Linked DNA regions of Bos taurus: region 2 is linked to region 1. A link is a contact called in public Hi-C data. All regions are on one chromosome and are shown on one strand. The core of a region is the stretch at or near the end of the contact, and the rest is flanking DNA. Distances in the headings are between cores, read along the strand shown. Region 1 holds the start of DLX3 (distal-less homeobox 3). Region 2 holds the start of TAC4 (tachykinin precursor 4).

Region 1 (4,877 bases), core at 852-3,351:
TGAGGTGGTGGGGAGCATGATGCGGACTCCTAGCAGTGACCAACGCTGCTGGGAGCCTGTGGAAGCTGGGGATTCTGGGGTAGAGGGAGGATACCTCTCCTTCTGATAGACGCACTCAGTCCACACTCAGTCGCATGATTCACAAATATGCACACCTGTACACGTGCTAATGCACAAACTTCAACCGAGTTTGAGATCTGGGGGTCCTTCTACCCACAGACAAGGGTTTCAAGGGCCTGCAGGCAACTTATTAAGCCATCCAGGCTCAGCGGTGCCTGGGGTATCCCGGGGTCCCGCAGGACCCCACCGAGTCCTCACGGCCTTCGACCGCCCACCACTGACCTGCGTCTGAGTGAGGCCCAGCTGCGCGGCCAGCTCCGCGCGCTCGGGCAGAGCCAGGTACTGGGCCTTCTGGAAGCGGCGCTGCAGGGCGGCCAACTGGTAACTGGAGTAGATCGTGCGCGGCTTTCGGACCTTCTTGGGCTTCCCGTTCACCATGCGCACCTCAGCTTCCGGCTCCTCCTTCACGGACACTGCAGGCAACGCACCGGGAGGTGGGCGACTCAGCCTCGGCCAAAGACACCGTCGCCCTCCGGAGCCCCGCGGGAGCCCCCACCCTCCGGCCCACCGACTCGTCCCGGGACTTCCTGGCGGCGCTCTCCGCCGCCAGCGCCCCGGGAGGGAGCTGCGGCCGCAGAGCCTGGCCGGCGGCCGCCCACGACGCTGCGCTCCCGGGCTCCTAGCTCCCCGGGTCCCGGCGCCAGCCACCCCTGGACGCGCACTGCCGCCGCCTCGCTCCCCTCAGTCCCTGCCACCCGCCTGCTCGCCGCCCTCTCACAGGACCTCGCCGTCGGTCACTTCTCTCGCTCTTTTTTTTTTGTTTGTTTTTTAGACCTTTTCTTTTCAGAATAATTTTAGATTTCAGAAAAAGTTGCGGACACATCAGACTTCCTTTTCCTTCGCCCTTTCCTCAGATCCTTTCTTCTGTCTTTTCTTTCACTTTGTCTCTCCATTTTTATGCCTCCACTTTATAAATAAAAATATTTTATATTTTATAAAAACATATTTTTATGCCTCCATTTTTCTTTTTGCCCCCGTTTCTTCACTCTCAATTGCTGCTTCCCTCCCTGTTTCCGGAATTCTGAGGGGTCTTTCTCCGTGTCCCCCTCATCTTTCTCCCCCTCCCCAGCCCAGTTCCAAACTGCGGTCGCAGAACTCCCAGCGCCTGCCGCCTGCCCGGAGCCCGATGGAGAACCGCTTGCTGAAGTGCCGGGAAAGCACCTGGATCCGGAGGCTCTCTGACTGTCCAGGGCCCTCTCCTTCTCCGCCTCGCTCACCCGGATCCTCACCCGGGACCGACCGCGGCGTCCCGCGTGCACCACGCCCCAAAGGCGACCAGTTTCTGGACTGGAAGGTCGTCCGTCCACTCTGGGGTCATCTAGCTCACCGTCTCTAACTTCAGACAGTACATTTCTTAGCCGGGACGCTCCCCTAGATTCTGGCTCCAATTCCTCTCTCTCGGGAACCTCCCAGTGCCTCCCATTCTCAGCGACCCCGCGGTCCTCACCTGGGTCCTGAGCGGGCAGCGGCTGCTCCCGGTAGGCTCCATATTGCCGGTAGGAGGTTCCGTAGGTATATTCCGACTTGGGCGAATAAGCGCCTGTGCCTCCAAGCCCGTTGAGATTGAACTGGTGGTGGTAGGTGTAGGGGTTTACGGTCTGGCCATAGGGCTGGCCCGAGTAGTAGTCGTGCTGGGGAGCGCTGTAGTAGCCCAGGTCAGTGACGGAAGACTCGGGCAAGGTGGGCGAGTCCTTGGAACCCGCATGGCAGCTGAGCGAGCTGGAGATGTCGGTGAGGATGCTGCTGAGCTTGCGATCGAAGGAGCCACTCATCCTGGCGGGCGCCGTACCACCCCCGGGCTGGCCTCAGCCGGAACGCCGAAGCGGGCAGGAGCTCGGGGGAGGCGGAGGAGACGAGGCGGGGTTGTGTGTCCGGAGGGCGAGGGGGAGGGTTCCCGGCAGCGTCTCTGGGGAGGGTCGGTCGAGGGGCGCTTAGACCATCGCGGGTCTTCGGGCGGTCGCGGCGCGCCTCTCGTCGCGTCCCAAGCCACAGTCAAATGCTGCCAGCTCCGCCCGGCCAGCCGGTTATAGACTCAATAGTGGAGTCGCAGAGGGAGGCCCCAGCGCTCTGATTGGCTGCAAGTCTTGCCTTCCAGGCAAAACATGCTCTTGCGCTCTTTCGTTTCTCTCTCTCTCATTCTTTGTTGTTACTCAACACACAAACACACACACTCACACACACGCACAGTCATACACACACTCTCTCTCTCACACACACTCACACAGACCCCTCTGTTCCTCCTCCTGTGGATCCCTTCCCCAGCCCAGATAACCCCTCGGTGTTCCTGGAGGAAAGAGTGGGACAAGGGTATCTTTGCAAGAGTCCCCAGGTCTGTCCGTCTGTCTGTCTCTCTGCCTGTGAGTGGAAGGTGGGCTCAGGTGCCATAGAGGAGGGGAATTTGGCCGCTGGGTGTCTGTGAGGTAGGTGGTTAAAGGTGTGTGGGGTGGCGGGGCAAATGACAGGCAAACATGCCCAAAGTGGCAGGACCCAGGCTCATGAAAATGTTCTAGTTTTTTCTTTTTTTAATTAGAAGAAAGAAAAAAAAAATAGGTTAAAGAAAAAGTTTGAATATATATTACTATATCATTTTTACAGCAATGCAATCACAAAAGGTAACTTTAAAAAATGTTTTTAATGAATGAAGGGGTCCATCAGACAAAAGTGCATCAGGCCTAAAAAAGTCATCACTGGGTCCAGGGAAGCTCCAGGAGGTGCACAGCCTGTGTGTAGTGATGTTAAATTTGTCTCCAAAAGTTTCAGAGATGACCTAGGCTTGTGGGAAAGAACATGGTCCCCATGAAGATGGGTGGGACACAGGCTGGCTCTCTGTGCTTCAGTAAGTTTGGGGGCAGATTCTGTGTTTCTGGGACTTCTCATACCCAGACAGAGTGAGCATTTTTAGAGACCAGGGGTGTGTGATGTGGGGATTTCATGTGTTCTGCAGCACATACAGAGTCCATGTTCGTACAAAGAATGCACATGAGTGCAGGAGTGTGCATGTGAGAGAGTGAGCCAGTGTATATGGGAGTCTGAAAGCAGTGTGAGTGGAGGACCACGGGATGGGGTGTCTGCGTGTGAATTTGTAGTTGTATACAGATGCACATAAAACTCTCAGCACCTTCCCAACCTCAAGTAGTTGAGAACCATGATGGCCCACTGAACCCTGTCCCCCCCAAGAAAGAGGCTCTCCTCCCTGGGGACTCCCACCTCCTAGTTCTGTCTGGCCTACAAGGCCAGCTTTCTAAGTCATCCAAACTGCTCCCAAAGCTTTAGCTCATTTATCCATTCCACTTTCGATTCTGTTCTCCGCCTTTCTTGGTTGGGGGGAGAAGGAGTCTCTTCCAAATATCAGTTCCTAGTTGCATACAACCTTCACATAGGGCTCCGCGGTCATTTCTCCCGTCCTCTTCCGCCGCCTGACTCGGCTAACTTGTCCCAGGACGCATAGTGCCAGCGCGCCACCTTCTGGTCAGTCTTTGGCCCTCCAGCATCCCCAAGTCTTGCCCAGCCCGGAGGAGGGGTCTCTTTCGTAGACTCTGTCCGGTGGAGAAGCTTGCTTTAGAAGAAAGCTTTGGAAGGGGCTCTGTGCCCCTTTCCAAAGCCAGACCGCCAGGGTAGGCTGTCAGGGTTCTCAGGGCTTTGAGAGCTGCCGTTGGCGAAGACAGAAAGCCACAGTCCGGGGTGCAAGGGGCAGGAGTGCCTGCCAGGCCCAAGTGGAGAGGCCGCGGCGTGGGAAAGGTGGGGGCGGGGGCTGGGCCTGGGGAGCGCTATCTGTCTATCTCCGCGTCCCCCCAGCGCCTATCGCCGGCCGCTCCGAGCCCGTGGCGGGGCGAGTTACCACCCGCTCTGGATGCCCTCTGTTCTGGTGCCAAGAGGGCGCCTGGAGAGCCCGCGGCGCTAGGGGCAGGAAGGGCACTGGGCGGGGCCGGCCCTCCCTCCCAGAATGGAAGCGGGGGAGGCAGGCAGGGCCTGCTTTGGAGCCCCCAGCCCTCCAGAGTTGGATAAGCCCCTTCTTGGGGGTTCATTCATTCATTCATTCACCCGTCAACTGAGACAGAGAAACGCCAAGTAATGCAGAGACAGAAGGAAGTCTACCTTACTCACGCGGTACTCAGTGAAGCCTCACTCCCTTCCCTCCTTCTGGCACTCCTAAGTAAAGTGAAGGAGCAGTGGGTTGGGAGCTCGGAATCCTGGAATCATGAAAAGGTGGTGGTGATGGTGGGTTACGTTAGGATAATTTCTATGCTGCATTCTGCTATGAAAATGTAAGAGTTCTAAAAGCAGATTTAAATTGCAGCATTAGGGACTGAAGAGAGCAATTAAATAATTGTTTGGTAATGTGAAGTTAGCATCTGACCCCTCATTGCCCTCTGTGCTCCAGGACACCAGGGATCGTATCTGTTTAGTTCACTACTATGTTCTAGATACCAAGGGCAGGTCCTGGCACACACACAACGTCAGCACTCAATACATGTTTGATGAATGAATAACTAGGACTCCCTAATACTGGAGAGGGGCTGAATCATCTCAGTTGGGTACGCTTGCAGGGTTAGGGAAAGGGGCAGCCTGGGGCAGGCTCTGGCATCAAGCTGTCCCACTCCAGGATAGGAGCAGCTTCCCAGATGAGGCCATGTGGCCCCAAAGGGGCCCGTCAGGCCAGCAAGACTGGAGCCACCAGCCCCTGGGCAGGCACCTGCCAGCTCAGGGTGGTGAGGTTGCCAGAGGATTCAGTGGGACCAGTGCCACCCATTGCGCCT
Region 2 (5,319 bases), core at 2,143-4,642, 130 kb before region 1:
TCTGTCATCCCCTTCTCCTCCTGCTTTCAATCTTTCCCAGCCAGCATCAGGGTCTTTTCCAGTGAGTCAGTTCTTCACATCAAGTGGTCAAAGTATTGGAGCTTCAGCTTCAGCATCAGTCCTTGCAATGAATATTCAGGACTGATTTCCTTTAGGACTGACTGATTTGGTCTCCTTGGTGTCCAAGGGACTCTTAAGAGTCTTCTCCAATACCACAGTTCAAAAGGATCAATTTTTTGGCACTCAGCTTTCTTTATAGTCCAACTCTCACATCCATATATGATTACTGGTAAAACCATAGCTTTGTCTAGACAGACCTTTGTCAGCAAAATAATGCCTCTGGCTAAGTTTGTCATAGCTTTTCTTCCAAGGAACAAACATCTTTTAATTTCATGGCTGCAGTCACCATCTGCAATGATTTTGGAACCCAAGAAAATAAAGTCTGTCACTGTTTCCATTGTTTCCCTATCTATTTGCCGTGAAGTGATGGGACCCGATGCCATGGTCTTTGTTTTCCAAATGTTGAGTTTTGAGCCAGCTTTTTCATTCTCCTCTTTCACCTTCATCAAGAGGCTCTTCAGTGCCTCTTTGCTTTCTGCCATAAGGGTGGTGTTATCCGCATATCTGAGGTTACTTATCCGCATATCTGAGGTTACTGATATTTCTCCCTGCAATCTTGGTTCCAGCTTATGCTTCATCCAGTCCAGCATTTTGCATGATGTACTGTGCGTATAAGTCTTGCCCTAAGAGATAAGACAAGACTTAAAAAAAATACAAGGAGGAATTGGGATTTGCCAGAAAAATGGCCTCTTGCTCAAATGTCATCAGCTCTAAAATATCTTCCCACTGCTGTCAAAGTGGTCTTTTCAAAGCCCTAACCTGACCCGTCTCTCCCTGCTTACAACCGTCCAGTGTCTCCCCATTGCCCATGGTGTAAAGTTCAAGCTCCCTAGCATGGAATTCAGAGCCCTTCTCCACTTAGTCCAACAGATATAGAACAAGGGTCCTGTGGTCGGAGAGCTGTGAATTCCATCCCCAGGGCCCTCACTAAATAGCTGTGTGACCTTAGGCATGTTACGTAGAATCCTCATCAGTAAAATGAGATTATTAATAGCACGTATTTCCAAAGTTGTTTGAGGATGAAATTAGATAATGCGTGTGGGGCACTTAGCACAGTGCATGATGGTAAATATTTAATACCCATTAACTATTATAGACGCTGGGTGAGGCACTGGGCGACAGAAGATGAATAAGGCACTGTCCCTGCCCAACAGCATCTCACAGCCTCTAGGAAAGAAGAACTCTGGTTGGCAGATAAGCTGCATTCAGTTTGCTTGTGCCAGCAAGAGGTGGAGGGGAGAGAAGGCTGTGCTCCATGTCCTCAGTCTGCCCATTTCTTGCCTGCAGACAGCTTCCCCACCTGTTCCCATACAGGATAAGATTCCCCGCCCCTACACACTGTCCTTAGCTGTTTCTCTGCCTGGACTTCCTTTTCCACGTGGTAAACTCCCACTTGTTAAAGGTCTGCTTAGTGGTCACCCCCAGTAGAGTTTTTCTCTTTCCTGACTCCAGCAAGAATTAACTGGCCCCTTTCCTGGGCTTTCCCAATGTCTCCCACTCATATCTCTCACAGCTCTGCACAGGACGTGGTCAGAGGCTGAGCAGGTCGTGTCCTGCGCTGAGGAGGCTGCTGACCGGGGGAGTGCAGGCAGAACCTGGCCCTCGCTCTCTCATTGTGCAGTACAGCCTGGCATGAAGCTTCACCCCCTGCACGAAGGTGTCTGGCTCCATTTCTCCCACAGGGTCAGTTGGGCTGAAGACAGCCCTGCCACGCTGCTCTATTATGCCACGAGCGCTCTGAGAGTGGGGCTGTGATATATGCGTGCTTGGCACACAGTGGGTCCTTAAGAAACATGCAATCACTCCACGCCCAGGCCAGTGAAGGCAGAGATGTTATAAGGGCAAATGTGGAGGTTTAGGCAAGGCCACGTTACTTTCTCTCCTTTTCAGGAATCTCCTTGGTGAATCCCAACCTGATAGTTTAGGGACTTCCTTGGTGGTCCAGTGGTTGAGAAGCCTACTTCCAATGCAGGGGACACGGGTTTGATCCCTGGTCAAGCAACTAAGATCCCACATGCTTTGGGGCAACTAAGCCCGCGCCACGACTACTGAATCTGCTCTCTAGAGCCCAATCTCCGTAACAAGAAAAGTCTGAGTGCCACAACTAGCGAAGCCAGCATATAGCAACAGAGAGTCCAGGCACCACAATGAAGACACAGAGCAGCTAAAATGAAAACAACCCCCCCAAAACCCTGATGGCTTCAGAATCCCTGCATTTGCTAAAATGCAGGTTCCCCAGCTCAGCCCCTTCTGACCTAGTCAACCCTAGTTTGTGGGTCTGAATCTACACAGCCCCCAGCCAACTTTCCCACGGGCAGGGCACTTAATAACTTACAGTCCACTTTGGTTCTCCACTTTTGTTAACAAGTTTTTCCGTACAGAGATGAATGGCCCCTTCACTTTACAGACGTGGAAACTGACACTGGATTTCACAAGCCAGCAGGTTGGGCTTGGTCTAGGTTACACTGAGAATTACTGGTTGACTAGCATCCCCGGTCCCTGGTCAGCTGCTTTCCACTTTCCCACAAGAGCAAGCAGTCCATGGCTGGAGGCAGAGTAACAGCATTCACCTGTAGACAGGGGAGATGGCTTCCCATTCTGCAGGTTGAAACCCAGTGACCTTAGGACCCAAGGGCCCTCTCTGAGCTTCAATTTCTCCATCTGCAAATTGGAGCCAACCCTCATCTGGTGGTGGTAAGTGTTTTATGAATGCCCATCCTTAAAGAGTTCAGCACAGTGACTTGCACATAGCATGAGTTGAGTTAGTCCTAACTTAAGTTTTGTGATTATTCTACCTCTGGAACCCTGGACCTTAGCGCTGGTCTCCTGGCCCCAGTTTGACAGAGTGTGGTGGGGGCACAGCGGGGACGGGGCAGGGGTCACAGGGTAGAGGAGAGGGCGGCAGGAAGAAGGGAGAGAAAATCCCGAAGGTCCGGAAGGCTGGGAGGGAGGCCGGGCACCAGCTGGAAACCGCGGCTATTTGCAGCTTTGCCCTCGGGCTGCGGTCAGGCTGGCGCTCTCGGCCGGGCTGCCGAGCCCGCCGCCCCGCCCGGTGCCCTCGGCCACCCGGGCACTTCCCTGGCCTGCGGGTCCCTCCTCGCCCGATCCTCGCGGCCCGGCGGGGGGTTGGGGAGCCGCTGCTGAGCCGGGCCGAGGCCTCTGGAGCTGGCAGAGCGCGGGGCTGGGGCGGGGGCAGCGCCGGGGGCGGGCGGGCCGCGAGGTGAGTCGCGGCCGCGGCGAGGCTGCCCGGGCGCCGGGTGGGCGCGCACGATTGTTAAAGGCTGCGGTTTGGCTAAGATTGCGGAGCCGAGAGAGGAAAGGACGCAGGAGGGAGGACAGCTAGGAAGAGGGAAACACGAGCCGAGGGCGGGATGCGGGCAGGAAGCTGACGTTTCCTGAGCGCCGACTGCGTCCAAAGGAGGTGGAAAGACTATCCCCACTTTACCGGCCGGCTCGGGGAGGCTGGGTGCCTCGGGCGAGGCCGTCCAGCTGTGAAGCCGCGGAGCCCGGAGCCTGATCGGCCTCTTTCCCTGCGGCTGAGAACGCAAACGCAAGCCGGGGCAGGGGCGGGGCGGGCCGGAACGGGAAGGGGACCGGGGGCGCTGGCTCTCTGGGTTCCCCAGCCCGGAGGACGCCACAGAGACCCTGTTTCAGTCTCTCCCGCGCCCTTCCAGCGCCCCCATGTGGAGGCTCCTTTTGAAGCCCAATCCACTCGCCCACCCCACCTCCGCGCGCGCGTTTCTAGAGCTTGGCGTTGGCGGATCCGGAAGGGGCCAGAGCTGAGTCCTAATCTCACGGCCTGTCCCTTGGACAGAAAGACGCGAGGAGAAAGGGAAGCTGGGCCGCCAGAGGAGGCGAGCCTCCCTGGAATGCGCAGCGTGGTCGTTCCAGTGGAGGGGGCAGGGTGGTTCCTGGTACAAGTAGCCCGGAGTGTGGAATTGGGGCAATAATCTTTGCACCCTGGGCTTGGACCCTTTCACCGGCAATGGCTTAGTTTCACTGCGAATCTTTGAGATTACATTAATGCATTCATCCATTGATTCTGGATTTGATGAGACCTTACAACGTGGGAGTTGCCCCACAACACAGCTGAAAAAAACAGACAAGCATTGTAACATTTTTAACAGTGTGGAAAGTGCCATGGCAGTGGTATCTGGGGGAGAGAATAAGAATCCTGGGCCCTCTTTACCCATGTTTACAGTGTGGTTACAGTATGGGTACACTTCAGAATCCGCCTACCAATGCAGGAGATGGCAAGAGACGAGGTTCCATCCCTGGGTCGGGAAGGTCCCCTGGAGTAGGAAATGGCAACCCACTCCAGTATTCTTGCCTGGAAAATTCTGTGGATGAAAGAGCCTGTCCATGGGGCCAGAGAGAGTAGGACACGACTGAGTGACTGAACACATGCACGCACACTTCAGACACTTGACCTAGACAGAACACTTTGGGTTCGGAAAAGAGGGTCTCTACACATGGATTATAGATGGAGCAAATGAAGCCATAACCCTCTGTGCCCACACATTGTGTAGGCATGGCAGACAATTTGGCGGTGTTTGTTGCCTGTCAATAATATCCCAAGGATTTCTGAGAGGGCCTGAAGGTATAGGTGGCCCAGTACCAGAAATTCTTGCGTCCTGAGAATGATTGAAAACAGTTCCTTTCTTGCCCTTTTCATGAGACCCCTCACCCACCATCAAAGGTGCTTCTTGGCCCAGGCCTATGGCCCTGGGACTTCTTATTCCATCTCCCTTCTCCATCACCTTTCTCCCCAGGTCCCTGGCCCCCACCTACCCACATCTTTTTCACAATTAAATTCTATGAGGAAAGACAAATGTGCACAGTGGCTGGGAGGGGGGGGCGGTGTTTATCTACAAGAAGGGTAGAAGTCAAGAGAAGCAAATTAATTGAAGAAAAAAGACTTTTATTAGGGGAAAAAAAAAAGAGTAGAAGCAAAGTGTAGTGTCTAAGATGACTCCGGGTTTGAATTCTGACCCCATCACTTAACAGTGTGTAAACTCAGACATCTAACCTTTCTGACCTTCACCATAAAATAGGAATAATAATATACTTACTTCAAAAGGTTGTAGAGATGTTTACATGAGATAGTGCATAAAAGAACTTCATGAAGCATCAGGCACATTGTAGGCCTTAGTAAATGGTGGCTATTATGATTGCCATTAATACTATAGTTAAACAATA

The links. Hi-C and Micro-C count contacts between places; a contact is called where the count stands out from the background.
Region 2: a Hi-C map of blastocyst shows a contact between it and region 1, with 5 times the contacts expected there. The contact joins the promoter of TAC4 here to the promoter of DLX3 in region 1. A contact is called at or near these places in 4 of 11 Hi-C or Micro-C datasets (blastocyst, liver, skeletal muscle and 1 more).

The regions. Positions count from the first base shown.
Region 1 is chr19:36,659,650-36,664,526 of ARS-UCD2.0, reverse strand. DLX3 (distal-less homeobox 3) reads right to left here and starts at 2,101. Exons shown (of 3, transcript NM_001081622.1): 1 at 1,568-2,101; 2 at 343-533. The coding sequence starts at 1,892.
Region 2 is chr19:36,790,162-36,795,480 of ARS-UCD2.0, reverse strand. It overlaps TAC4 (tachykinin precursor 4), which reads right to left and starts at 3,392. Exons shown (of 5, transcript XM_059878513.1): 1 at 1-3,392. LOC104975064 (a long non-coding RNA gene) reads left to right here and starts at 3,655. Exons shown (of 3, transcript XR_003030886.2): 1 at 3,655-5,319.